3 separate regions of the Macaca mulatta genome follow, and regions 2 and 3 are each linked to region 1. A link is a contact called in public Hi-C data. All regions are on one chromosome and are shown on one strand. Each heading gives the region's core, a stretch centred on a gene start, on an enhancer-like site or on the middle of the called end of the contact. The rest is flanking DNA. Distances are from core to core; before and after follow the strand shown. Region 1 holds the start of MARCHF7 (membrane associated ring-CH-type finger 7). Region 2 holds the start of CD302 (CD302 molecule). Region 3 holds the start of BAZ2B (bromodomain adjacent to zinc finger domain 2B).

Region 1 (4,239 bases), core at 566-3,065:
CCATAATTTGTAATTTGACTACAACAAATTACAAATTATCCAAAAATGTTTAAAGATATTTGACAGATTTTGCATTACAAAATTATTTTCCAACAATAAAATGTCCAAATGTAGACAATTCTTGAACATAAAGCAGATAAAGAGTTGTGTAAGGTGGGTATGGAGCGGACTAAAAATTGGCTACATGAGAGTCATGGATGACTTCTGGGTCCAGTTTGTTACCTGACACCTTCATGTAGAACATAATCTGGGCATTCTCGTGCTTTATCTGGGAAAATAAGTCCTCTTCCAAAGTGGCAAAAAAAAAGAAATCATTTGTACTTGAATAAGTAGGAATTGTTATTCAAGACATCTGACCCAGCATGAAACTGGAAAAAAACCAAGATTAGTATTATGTCCCCCCAGTGACTGCTTCACACACCACCTCAGCAAATTTAATCCTCTCTAGAAATGAACTGCCATGTTTTTGAGACAATCTCATGAACATAAACAACTACGGCAAAAATGAAAACTCAAACCCAGGTCTTCTGAGTCTGGTGCTACTGCCTCATGCACCAGTCCTGTCTCCCGAAATGCTGTAGAGCTGTTAAATAAAAATATTATACTGACCTCATTTCTCAAACAAACTTTTTGCTACCTCAAGAAAAAGATCTAGTTACACTACATGTGTTCCTTCTTAATAACTGTACACTACTGGATTTTTAAATCCAAAATTCGTATTTAACCCTGCATCTTGGATCTGGACAGAAACGTGGAGATTTAAAATAATATATAACCAGAAAAACATCTAATCAATCGTATAAAATAGGGGAAAAAACCTCGCCAAATTCAGCTTTGACACATTTAACTAATAGTACCAAACAACATTAGTCGTGACGAATTTATTACCCAGATAGAGACTTTCCCAATATATTTACTTTGGTACTTGGGAAAAAGTATTAAGTGCAGCATTTTGGGGTGAGTGGGTGGACACATTCATCTTCAATACGCAGTTTCACCAAAATGAGGGAATTTCCTACTCCCAGTGCCTTCCATATTTTTACTTCTTAGGCCAACAGGTCCATTTTTAATACAATTACCTACTTCGAGTTGCAGAACCCACAATTCACCACAACACAAAAATAACTCTCAGGGCGTCACGATATTCAAAAACTGACGTTACCAATAAGACAATCTTGGCCGAATCTAAGGCGCTGCCGAAGTCACTTCGACTCGAGGCCGGGCTGGCCGAGCCGGAGCCCTGCCCACCTTTGCCCCACGCTCACCGGCGAGCTCACGCGCGACGCCCTCGGCCCACAGGGCTCCGAGGACCCCCCCCCGCCCCGCGGCCCAAGAGGAGGCCGCCCCGCGCCAAAAGAGGGCTCAGGCCTCTTCCCCTCACCCACCACACGTTCCTGAGGAAGACACACTATCTGTCCCCTCCACCCGCCACAAACTCCACCACCCGACAAAAGGCCCCTGGCAGAGGAGGCCTGTGCCGTGACCCGCTTTGCACCAGTGGCCCCGGACCAAGCTCCTCCACCTCATCCTGAGGGGAAGCGGCCTCCGCGTCCCCAGGCCTCTCCGTTTCCTCCCCTCCCCCACTCGCGGCCTGGTCCCGAACTAGCTCCCGGGACGAAGAACGAGCTCCGCAGATCATTACCCCGGCTCCTGAGCCGGCACTGACCAGTGCGCGTCCTGCTCGCAGCGACCAGCACCGCCGCCTTCCTCCTTGGAGTTCTAGGCCTGTGACTGAGGAAAAGCAGTCCGCAGCGAAGCACAATGGCGCCCGCCCCTCTCCCGGATCCGGCGCAGAACCAGCCGCCACCGTTAAGTGCCCCTCCCTGCTCCTCCTCCCCCCACTTCGCGGACTTCCTAGCTTCTCGCGAGAGTGGCGGAGCTGCGGGGACCGAGAGCTGCGGGCGGGCTGGAGGTACCCCACCGCGGGGTGGTGCTCTGACTGCGGGAACCGTTGAAGAGCTGCCCCCGGGGAGTCAACGAGTCGCCACTGGTAAGCGGCAGCGGCTGGCTGGCTGGCGTACCGGCAGCTGGGCTGGCGAGTGTGCGGGCGTCGGGCGCTGGAGGCCCGGCCCTGGGTGGCTGTCCCCGCCCGGCTAGCGTCTCAGAGCCAGCCCCTTCCCTCCCGGGCGCCGGGTCCCCGCCCACAGGCCAACCTGCAGGGCCCCGTGCTCGAAATAACGCCCAGCTCGTTGGCTTTTTTTTTCTTTTTCTGGCGCTTGGTAAGTGGCGCAGTGAATGTTGAATTGAATCAAGCACTGCCTTTTCCGACCTACCCCTCCCCGCTTGCTTCCCTGCCCTCCCTGTGTGATCTGACTGCAAGCTCTTTCCCTTAAGAGTTGGAGCCTGTTTGTCCAACCTTGTGATAATTTCCTTGTGGTAAGTAAATCTTGGTGATGGTGATCATGTCTTTTTAAATCGTGATAGTAACCTTTAATAGCGTAGCCATCGATTTTGCAGTAAACAAATTCACCTATTTAGAAAGAGGGAGGAAAATTGTGAGGTGAATGGTCAGGTGAATATTAGATGAAACTTTCAAAGAACTGTAAATGTGGCAAACTAAGATGTGAATGAGTACTAATAAATAAAAGGAAATAGTTTAAGGAAAATCTACATCTAAATATGTGGAAATATTTAGATGATATGTTGATTTGGAATAATGAATCAGAAATTCTTTAATGGAAAAGATCAGTTATTGAAACTTGGAAGAATACTGAAAGGCACTTGATTTTTTTTAATGACCTATTTTGTTAGGGTATTAAAAGCTATCCTTTGGATCCAAATAATTCCAATAAGTGAAACACAGTCTTTCTATGTATTTGTCATTACATCAGAAGGGAATGGAGTATCAATCACTATCCCTATTTTACTGTACTGGGGACAAACGACTGTACATGTTTCACTATGATAAATTCTAAAATACTATAAATTTTAAAGATTTAAAGTTTAGTATTTTAAGTTAGCATGTAAGTGCCAATCTAACTTTTAGGATATGAAATGAAAATAAGCATCTGGTAGGGGTAAAGTGAACAGAGATTACTTTTGAGGAAATTAATTTGCCCTTTAAAGAAAAATAATTTTTTTCCAGCCTGTTTGAGTGCCCCTGCATTATTGTGGTTATAGATACACGGATGTATACACCCTGAAGAACCAGACTATATGGGTTCAAATTCCAGCCCTGCCTCTTACTACCTTTGTTATCTCAAGCAATTCCTTAATCTTGCTAAACCTAGGTTTCCTGTAAAACGGGATTAGTAGCAGTACCCATGCCCTATAGGGTTGTTTAGATGAGATAATGCATCAGTTCCTGAAACACAGTAAGCATTCCATAATTGTAAGCTATTACATTCCATGTCTAAACCACCAATAATGTTTTCTCTTTCTGTGACTTAATATTACATAGGTCCCTTAGACATCTTCTCAAGATTATGCTAAGAGAAATGACTGCTCCCTCTTCCTGAGCTATGGCAGTCAGACCTGGCAGTGGTAACTACTCTACAGAACTCCCAAACCTGGCAAGGATGGTGCAGATTGTGGCAGATTATGGCTTTGTCTCCACCCAGCACTGATGATATTATGAAGTGAGTATGACACCAGTTTCCTAGGTTAAACAGAACTTCTGATTTTTTATTGGTGCTAGTAAATAAAGACCACTGATGAATATGTTTTTATTATTTAAGAATGGTTATTGTGTTTCTTTTTAATGTACTCTCTCTGATTTTAGTATTCAGGTAATTATCGTGAGTGATAAATAATTACTGAGATTTTGCTACGGTAAAGACATTTTGCGGCCGGGTATGATGGCTCATGCCTGTAATACCAGCACTTTGGGAGGCCAAGGTGGGTGGATCATGAGGTCAGGAGATGGAGACCATCCTGGCTAACATGGTGAAACCTTGTCTCTACTAAAAATACAAAAAATTAGCTGGGTGTGGTGGCAGGCGCCTGTAGTCCCCGCTACTTGGGAGACTGAGGCAGGAGAATCGCTTGAACCCAGGAGGCGGAAGTTGCAGTGAGCCGAGATCACACCCCTGCACTCCAGCCTGAGTGACAGAGTGAAACTCCATTGCAAAAAAAAAAAAAAGACATTTTGCTAGGAATTATGGATGTGAATAGGTAAAACATGGTCATGGAAAATGACCATAGTTTCTTAACTAAAAATCATTACAAAGTGATTTGACAGGCAAGTGTTTGAAGTCAGAACTGTTCCAGACAATCTAGACACCATGTTTGCCTTTTATC
Region 2 (4,238 bases), core at 1,203-3,702, 79 kb before region 1:
ATTTTTACTTCTGTAATTAGGAAGGCAAAAGAGTCCGGAATCAAGATGTGTCAATATTCCAATGTAGAGTACCTTTGGAAGGATTCGCTCTGGTCTGGAGTTTGGTATATAATAAACCCATTATTGGCAGCCTGAGAAGAAGAATGGAAGTAAATAAGTTAAGCAAGACCTTAATACTTTGGCAAAGGGGCAGAACCTGGAATAGGTGGGAGAGTCCAGCACAGGACCTGGGCTCTGGTTCATTTGTTAGCATTCTCTGTGAGCCCACAGGGAATCACATCCCTTCTTTGGGTCACTCAATTTCCTTACTAGTAAATGAAGATGACCCCTACCACATCTAACACTCTATGACTCTCCTTATAGACCCCGTGGGTCAAATTTCCTTGGTGTAACCACTCTGGATTATCAGAAGTGTGGAAAGGGTTAGATTTTATTTTTTAAAAAAAGAGTAATTTTTGAGCAGTTATAGATGTATACAAAAAATGTAGCAGAAGGTATAGAGTTCCCATGTACCTCCTTACACATACCCCAGTTTCTCCAATTATTAACATCTTGCATTAGCAGGTACATTTGTTACAGTGGATGAGCCAATATTGACAAATTATTAACTAAAGGCTATTGTTCACACTAGGGTTCATCTTTGTTTTGTGCATTCTAAGGGTTTTAACACATATATAGTGATACATATCTACCATTACAGTATCCTACAGAATAATTTCATAGCTCTAAAAATCCTGTGTTCCATCTATTCATTCCCTCTTTCTTCCCACCCCTGCCCCTGGCAACCATTTATCTTTTTACTGTCTCCATAGTTTTGCCTTGTCTAAAATGTCATATAGTTGGAATCATATAATATATAGTCTTTTCAGATTGGCTTCTTTCTCTTAGCAAAACATATTTAAAGTTCTTCCATGTCTTTTTGTGGCTTGATAGCTTATTTGGTTTTAGTACTGAATAATATTTCATTGTTTGGATGTGCCATCGTTTATCCATTCACTTATTGAAGGACATCTTGGTTGCCTCTAGGTTTTGGCAATTATGAATAAAGCTGCTATCAACATTCATGTGCAGGTTTTTGTGTATATGTAAGTTTTTAACTCATTTGGATAAATACCAAGGAGTTGTGATTGCTAGATGGTATGGTAAGAGTACATTTAGTTTTGGAAGAAGCTTCTAAACTGTCTTCCAAAGTGGCTGTCCCATTTTGCATTTGCACCAGCACTGAATGAGAGTTCTTTTTGCTCCACATCTTCGCCAACATGTGATCTTGTTAGCGTTTTTGGATTCTGGTATCTAATAGGTATGTAGTGGTATTTCATTTTTGTTTTAATATACAATTCAGCAATTACATATGATGTTGAGCATCTTTTCATCTATTTGCCATTATATAACTTCTTTGATGAGGTGTGTATTCAGATCATCTGCCCATTTTTTTTAACTGGGTCATTTGTTTTCATGTTGTTGAGTTTAGACTTGATTTTTTAGAACTCTTTTGCCAATGATATGAGGCTTAAACAAGCACCCTTGCTTGACCCTGGCTGGTGTTGTCCAGAGGCCCTCATGAGTGAAGTATAATTGCACAGTTTATGCATACATTGTAGCAAGCATAGCTTAAAGACTCTTCATCCAGGAGCTGGTAACAGAAAAGCTGTCGAAGAGACATAGTTCACTGAAAAGAGTCTTTGAAAAGGAGGATTCTGGCCAGTAGATCCAAAGGAGAAGGCTGGCAAACGCCACCTTAACCAAGTGATCCAAGTTAACATCAGTGATGAGACATCGACATCTTGTCCTTCTCGAGCAGGTACATCACTTCTGGGGTACTCTTGCCAAAAAAGCGCAACCTGAATCAAATCAGGAGGAAACGTCAGACAAAATGAAACTGAGGGACATTCTACAAAACGACTGGCCAGTACTTTTTAAATGTGGTTTGATCGTGAAAGAAAAAGAATGACAGAGAACTGTCCTAGATTAAAGGGAGACTAAGAAGACACGACATCTCAATGCAATGTATGATCCTGGATTGAATCCCAGAACAGAAAAGGACCCTTAGAGGGGCAATTAATGAGATGCGGTAAGTGCTGTAGATTAGCTAATCGCATTATACCAGTGGGAGTGTCCTGTGTTTGATCACTGCACTGGCGTTATATAAGATGTTAATATTTAGAAAAGCTGGCTGAAGGGTTACGGAAATCTCTTGTGCTGTTTTTGCAATATTTTCGAAAGTCCTAAGTTATTTCGGTTCAAATTAAAAGTTTAAAAAACAAGAATTAGAAGCTCCAGAAGGCCGCGCGCCAGCTGCTCCTGTGGGACGGAGCACACAGGTCCTCCTGGTGGGAGCCCCCCGTGCCGTTCACGCTCCGCCCGGCGGGCATTGAACCCTCACCCGAGAAGCACCGCCCCCGCTCCCGCCTCGCCCCGCCCCGCCCCGCCCCGCCCCGCCCCGCCCGCTCCGCTCCGCTCAGGCCGCGCCACCGCTGACGCCCCCCGGCACCCGCCGTCATGCCCCTGGCCGCGCCGCCCGCGCTCCTGCTGCCGCTGCTGGGGCTCGCAGCTGCTGCCGTCGCGGGTAAGCCCGTAAGCCGTCCCTCGCCGGGACCGCGCGCGACCGCCTTCGCCCCCTTCCCAACGCACACTCTTCGTCCTCGCGCACCCGAGGGCATCCCGCCCTTCCCTGCACGACCGTCCCCCGTGGGTCCTGGCTCCGGGTCACCTCTCACCCGCCTGCCCTCGGGGAGGGGAGGTGGCCGAGAATACGGGAGGGCCCTGTCTTCCTTCGAGTCCACATCCTCAGCGCAGACCCCACTCCGCGGGGAGGGAACCCCCAAATTAGGCCGATTGGCTGGAGAACTGAGGGACTTGGAGTTGCACGACGGGCGCCGTTTCAGGTCCATTTCAGGCTGAAATGAGAAGCGGGGACATTGGCGGCGATTTCCCCAGCTGGTGCGCGGCCGGGGTGGGGTTGCTGGGATGGGGGTGGGGGCGGAGGAAGCAGGCCCTCTTTTGCAAGCAGCGCTGTTTGTCTAGTTGGTTGGTGTTCAAGTTGTTGAAACAGGAAAACAGTTCAGCCAAATAACCCCTGGATGGAAGAGGAACGGGAACAGGCCAAGCTTGGATTTCACTGAAATCAAGGGGTTTTAAAGTTCTAGTCTGCTGTTGTGCAAGTGACATCTGAAAAATCACACACGTGACCACTCACTCACAAAATGACTTGTGAGGAAAATGCACAATTCTATTGATTGTTTTTTTTTTTTTTTTTTAATTTCCATACAAGCATGTCAAAAATATGTGGATGGGGAGACTGGAGAAGGGAGACTTCCAAAAACACCACTGACTGAACAATTCCGGGAATTAAAGAGCAAAATAAACAAGAACTAAATTAGTACTTGTGTGGGCTTAAATAAAGTGCAAGAGATTTAAATAACATGCAAGAGATTCCCCCCCAACCTCGGCCCCGAATTTCACTGCCTTTTTATAGTAAGTGCCTGTTCAAAGTCTGCTGACAGGAATATTTCAGTGGACCTCACTGCTGGAGGCAGCAGCAGCTCAGAACTTGCATACAAACCCAAGGTTCCTTTCTTGAAAGCTTTTGTGGACCAGCATTTATGACTGGTTATGCCACTTGCTGCCTGTCAAAGGGGCAGAAACAAGATGTGCCCATGTTCACACTGTTCAGACTGGGAACATTAATTTTGTCTAAGACAAAGCTGGGCTGTCTCTGAACCCTTCTTCTGCACACCCTCATTTTGCAAGCCAGTAACATCTCAACTCTCATGTAAACCACCCTCTGCGAGGCTGTGCATTTGTACTTTAGGCTAGTCGAATTTTCTTGTCAGATTTTTCTTTCTTGTCAGACTTTTAAAGAAAATCAGTTTCTAGATTTTGGTATGTCTCTTCTTCAGTGAAGCTGTTTTGACCAGCAATAGAGGGCAAATTTCCCTTTGGAAATTTTTGTGCATTTCCTTTGATAAGTCCAGTGTGGATCAATAGGCTTTTCAAGAGCTTTAGAAAAGTGCATGATGAATAAATTAATGTTGTTAATTAATCAGCTTCTCTCAGTCAGGAAGCTTTAAGGATTAATTTAGAAATGAGTGTGAGCTTTGACCTAGCTAGTTAACCAACTTATCTGCACTTCAGTAAAACAGAGATAATACTTACCTCACGGGGCTATTGGGAGCATTAAGTGGAAACTCCACGTCTAGTCCCTGTTACAGGTGTGGTTCATCTTGATTTCCTTCCCT
Region 3 (4,667 bases), core at 523-3,022, 96 kb after region 1:
ATTATGCATTTGAACCTTAGGCCAGTTTTTACTGTAGAGACAGTTTGCTGCTTAAAGAGAAATTGTATGTCATTGAAATTAAATGCTTTTCTGGGGATGGAAGATTCCACTTTTTAATGAAATTACTGAGTGTGGTGTAGTGAAATGATTAAAATCTGTATTCCGGGAATGTGGCAGGGAAAAAAAATCAATAAGTGCTAGCACAGCTTTGCTGCTCAATGTGAATCCTGAGAATGAAATAAACTACTACAAAAATAATAATTAAAAACATATCAGCACATTAATTTATTTAGCATCAGTCTCCTGAGACATCATCTTCACTAATTTTTAGCATACATTTTACTATGTAATGAGCAGCCTTCTTTTCAGATATCCCTATTAGACAGGCAGTATTTCTGCCCTTCCCCCAGAGCTCCTGCATTGCAATCATTGTACTTGCACTTATTATGTTACAAATGACCGAGGTAAGGCTGACATTCTCAGTGCATGCAAAAAGACCTAGTCTGCCAAGCTTTTTTTTTTCCTAATGAAGCAGCTTTGTGAAATCTCCCCATGTGTTAATACTAATGAAGATCCTCCAGCACAATTAAAATCACAGCCAGTGGCTGAAGAGGAAACATAAAACAATAGCATCTTTTAAGATACATCTATCCACAAATGTATAAAATATACATAGATGATCAAATTATTCTCCGATAGCTTAATTTTTACTTACTCTTCATCCTGAAAATTAAATTAGGCAATATTTAGTTATATGAACTTTGAGAGTTTCTTGTGTTCTGGAGGGAAAAAACGGTACCTCAGCGAACTTATAAAAAAAAAAAAAAAAGTATCTTCTTGGCTAATAAAGTGTTATCAAGATTAAGGCTTTAAAAAAAAATTGTTTTTTTTTTAGGAATCTATAGGATGGGGTGCGGGAGGGAATGGGGCACCCATTACTACCAATAACTAAAGATTATTGTATCTTTAGTTTAACTTGATTGGTTGCAGGATTTGGGAGTTGGGGTTGGGGGAGTGGAAGGGTAAAAACAGAGTTGGAAGAGATTCTGGGGATAGACACATAGCATATGACTGCGTGTGTAGTTTAAAGGAGCAAAGGGCTACCAGTCTTACTCATAACTTGATTTTTAAAAAGTGTTCAGTGCCTACAATTTGCTATGCTTTTTTCTAACCTCTCAGAAACTGGAAAAAAAGCTATCGAGATTAACTTTTACAGTGTGTGCATGTAACTATTTTAACGTCTTTTATTTAAATTTTATTTTAACTTAGTGCGTAAACATCACAGCCAGTTTAACTTGTTCGTAGAAAGGCAGCAGAATTTTACCCCGGGACCATCTTGCATCCTGCTTTTTGAGTTTTAACATCCGCGAAATCTCGGCATATTAATTTATTTGGTTTGTAGAATTCTGAGTTTAGGAACAAAAAAAAGTTTAGGTGGAGATGGTAGTTGACCTATGCTCCCTACTCTGTAGCTTTTGTTTTTAAAAAACTAAGTTTTAAGTCCCATTTTCTGTCCTGTCTTCTTTAAAAGCAAAACAAAACATTTTAAGTTGCTTAACTTTTTCCTGGGACAAGGAACGGTGCAAACTCAAAGCTACAGTATTCTTGGAAAGAAGCAGCAACCCCCTCCCTTAGCTCCTTTAGGAGCTGATAGGTCATTTATTATTGGAACTGAAATGGTATAAACAATTCTCTCTCTTTTTTTCCCTTGTTAACAGCAACTTTCATTGTTAGAGAGAGGAGAGAGAGAGAAGCCTTGTTGGTTGACGTCACTTGGTTCATGAAGCCTTCGCCTAGAAGTGAAGCTGCTGAACAAACCTTGAGAAGAATCATCTCCTGCTTCAATCTGCTGCTGGATAGGAACTAATCAGAGAGAGAGAGGCGGAAGACGGAGAAGGAGGGAGTCGAGGGCTTTCCCGATCACAAATCTCACCTCCACTACAACTCTCTTTCTACTTTTCTTGCAGAAATAATAATAGAAATAAGGAGGTGGTGGGGTTTCCAAAAATCTTAACCTTCAACCATCTGGGGAAAAGGCAAAAATCCCATCTACCGCAACTCTCAGTTCGAAAGTAAAGGTGAGTTTAAAATCCTCGGGCGTGAGGGGTGCGGGTGAGGATGTAAATTCCCAGTGTTACAAAGCTGGTGGAAACAGCAGCGGAGAAACTGCGCTCGGGCAAGCGGGGGACTCCGGAGTTGCTGCGTGGAGGCGCTCGCCCCGCCGCCCTCTCGCCCTCCGCCGCTGTTTACCCTCGCCGGTCGGTGCGGCTCTTTGTTGTGGTGGCCGGAAGGCTGGGGTGGTTCTCGGGGTCCCGAGTGGAGTTTGGGGGAGGAGGCCGCGGAGATGTGCCGTCCTGGGTGGGAGGTGGGGGGTGCGGCATCAGGAGAACGTAAACTTTATTCCTAGAAGCCGGTGCGGGACTTCGCTGGAGTAGGGCCGCGGGGTGTGCTCCCGGCCGGGCAGGCGCTGCCGCCGCGAGTCCGCCGCCTTTGTGCCGGCCGCCTTGGCTTCGCGTCTCCTTCCTCTTCCCCTTCGGCTTCCAGCGCTCGGTCGCGGCCAACAGTTTTGCTTCTTAAAAAACCACCTCTGTCAGCGTTGCGATGGCCGTTCCTACCCCGGAATATCCGCTGCTCCCCCACTCCCTGCCGGGGTAGTTTCTGGATCACCCCCCACCCCCGTCCGCCTCCTGCTGCCCTTTTTTGCCTCCGCCCCCTCTTCCCTCTCGGACTGATTAGCTGCGTCTGCCACCCCCACTCCCCGGCTCGGGCCTCTAGCTCTCCCGTGTGTAGCTGGAGGCTCTGAGTTTACTGAAGATGAGCGGGGGTGGGGGTGGGGCAGGTGGGATTGGGAAAAGATCTGGATACCTGGGAAGGTCTATGTCAGGACGCAGAAGGTTTGAGGAGCATTGCTTCTCATACAGTAAGGTCTGTGCCTTGGTCTCATCTTTTAGCAGTTCTTACCCGGGAACGACCGCCAGCTCCCAACTCCTCTGCTTCCCTCTTTTAATCTTCTCGTTACCCCTCCCCCCCGCCCCCGTTCTCTTTCGCGGCTCCCTCCCCTTTAAGTAGTTTCACGAACCCCAGAATTGGGATTTGGGAAGGGGAAGGAAGTGTTTGAAGAGTCAGAGCTGGGTCTGTTGTTTGGGAGATGTTCTCTTCTTTTCTTTCTCCCTCTGTATTTATCTTTTGTCTGTTGCTTCCTTATAAAGAGGGAAGCAGCTGCAGTCCTTGGCCGAGTTGTTGAAATTTATCCCTTTGTGTATATTACAATATCCTCCATTTTTTTCCCTGCCCTCTAAACAACAAGCGTTTCGCCATCTTGGGCAATTTTATTCCCAAGTCTCTTTTTTATTTTTGAGGAAAGGAAAGAAGCATTAGGAAGTGTGTCTGGATAAGGCTCAAAGTTTAGGGAATGTTCCGGGGGCCCAGTGACGTCATGTAAACTTTATGGAGAAATTTTCCCAAGAGTACATTTTTTGCTTAATTTTTCTCCTGTTGTATAGGATTGTGTAACTTACAGCTTACTGATAAGTTGTGTGGCTTATATTTGTGTTTTGCTCTCAAAATGAGTATACGAAGTCTGCGTATTGTATGTTTGGTAACAGGTGGAAGATTTTGTGCAAAAAATGGTAAACTTTTGTGCGTCATTTGTTATTTACCTAGTTTTTGTGTATTTTTTTCAATTTAAAGGTTTCAACTGTTACCTGTAGTCAGTATATCCCTTTCTTATTTGTTCTACTCTCCCCTATGGATTTTTTGAAAATTAGCTTGGTTAATATTTATGTATGGTTATTTTAGATTATCTGGCTCCCCGTTTATAATAAAATGATGTGAGGGTTTTTTTTCTATTATTTAGATTTTGAAGAGAAATGACTATGGAAAATACCTTAAGATAATGGATACTTTTAAAATTTAGTAGCAGATATTAAGTCAAACAATTGAGTATTTAAGAGGCAGAATTGATTTTAAAAGATATAATCGCTAGCTATAAACTCTTTGTCAGCCATTATGAACAGATAAACAATAAAAACTAGCACTGTTTTAATTTGCTTGTCTAACATAGTTTTTCGCCTCACAAAAGTTGGTTTGGTCACATGACCAAACTTAATGATACACTGACTAGTATATAAATAAGAGGCACTGTAAATTGAATGGGAAAGTGGAATTCTGTCTCCTGTAGTCATTTTCAGTCAGCATATTTACGTCTCTTCTAACAAGGACATGAAACTGTCTGTATTTAATTTGCATTCTCTTTGTCTTCTGGGTTGAGGGAAAAACACTGACTACAATTAACTTAAAAAAAGCTAATAGAAACAATTCTGAATACATTGAAAAGATTTGTCTAACACACAAAAATTTATGTTCTATATGGTATGTTTTTATTTCTGTAGCAGTCTTCTTTGGTGTTATTTATCCAGGAATTTGCTTCATGTAATATGCTATATAGAAAGTTGAATGTCTGCCATTTATGTGAATTGTAGGTAGGTGAAAAATGTTTAAATAGTTAAAAGCACATAGAACAGATGGTTCTAAATTATACATGCAACAAAGGACTAGAAGATTTGGCAGATTATAAATGGCAAGCAACAGAGGATAAGCAGTTTAAGAAAATGGTAGTTAAGTACATTTGATGTCTCACACCTATTGTAAACACTGTACATATTATT

Evidence for each region. Hi-C and Micro-C count contacts between places; a contact is called where the count stands out from the background.
Region 2: a contact with region 1 is called in a Hi-C map of liver, with 2.4 times the contacts expected there. The contact joins the promoter of CD302 here to the promoter of MARCHF7 in region 1. A contact is called at or near these places in 2 of 14 Hi-C or Micro-C datasets (cortical neurons and liver).
Region 3: a Hi-C map of fetal cortical plate shows a contact between it and region 1, with 1.8 times the contacts expected there. The contact joins the promoter of BAZ2B here to the promoter of MARCHF7 in region 1. A contact is called at or near these places in 2 of 14 Hi-C or Micro-C datasets (fetal cortex germinal zone and fetal cortical plate).

Annotation. Positions count from the first base shown.
Region 1 is chr12:64,547,633-64,551,871 of T2T-MMU8v2.0, reverse strand. MARCHF7 (membrane associated ring-CH-type finger 7) reads right to left here and starts at 1,815. Exons shown (of 9, transcript XR_013401998.1): 1 at 1,667-1,815. LOC144333383 (a long non-coding RNA gene) reads left to right here and starts at 2,238. Exons shown (of 4, transcript XR_013401999.1): 1 at 2,238-2,376; 2 at 3,401-3,578.
Region 2 is chr12:64,627,393-64,631,630 of T2T-MMU8v2.0, reverse strand. CD302 (CD302 molecule) reads left to right here and starts at 2,452. Exons shown (of 7, transcript XM_077957092.1): 1 at 2,452-2,566. The coding sequence starts at 2,500. It overlaps LOC144333384 (a long non-coding RNA gene), which reads right to left and starts at 2,955. Exons shown (of 2, transcript XR_013402001.1): 1 at 2,632-2,955; 2 at 413-1,841.
Region 3 is chr12:64,451,176-64,455,842 of T2T-MMU8v2.0, reverse strand. It overlaps BAZ2B (bromodomain adjacent to zinc finger domain 2B), which reads left to right and starts at 1,772. Exons shown (of 36, transcript XM_077957048.1): 1 at 1,772-2,078. LOC100423656 (a long non-coding RNA gene) reads right to left here and starts at 3,022. Exons shown (of 2, transcript XR_001438591.3): 1 at 2,866-3,022; 2 at 1-2,572.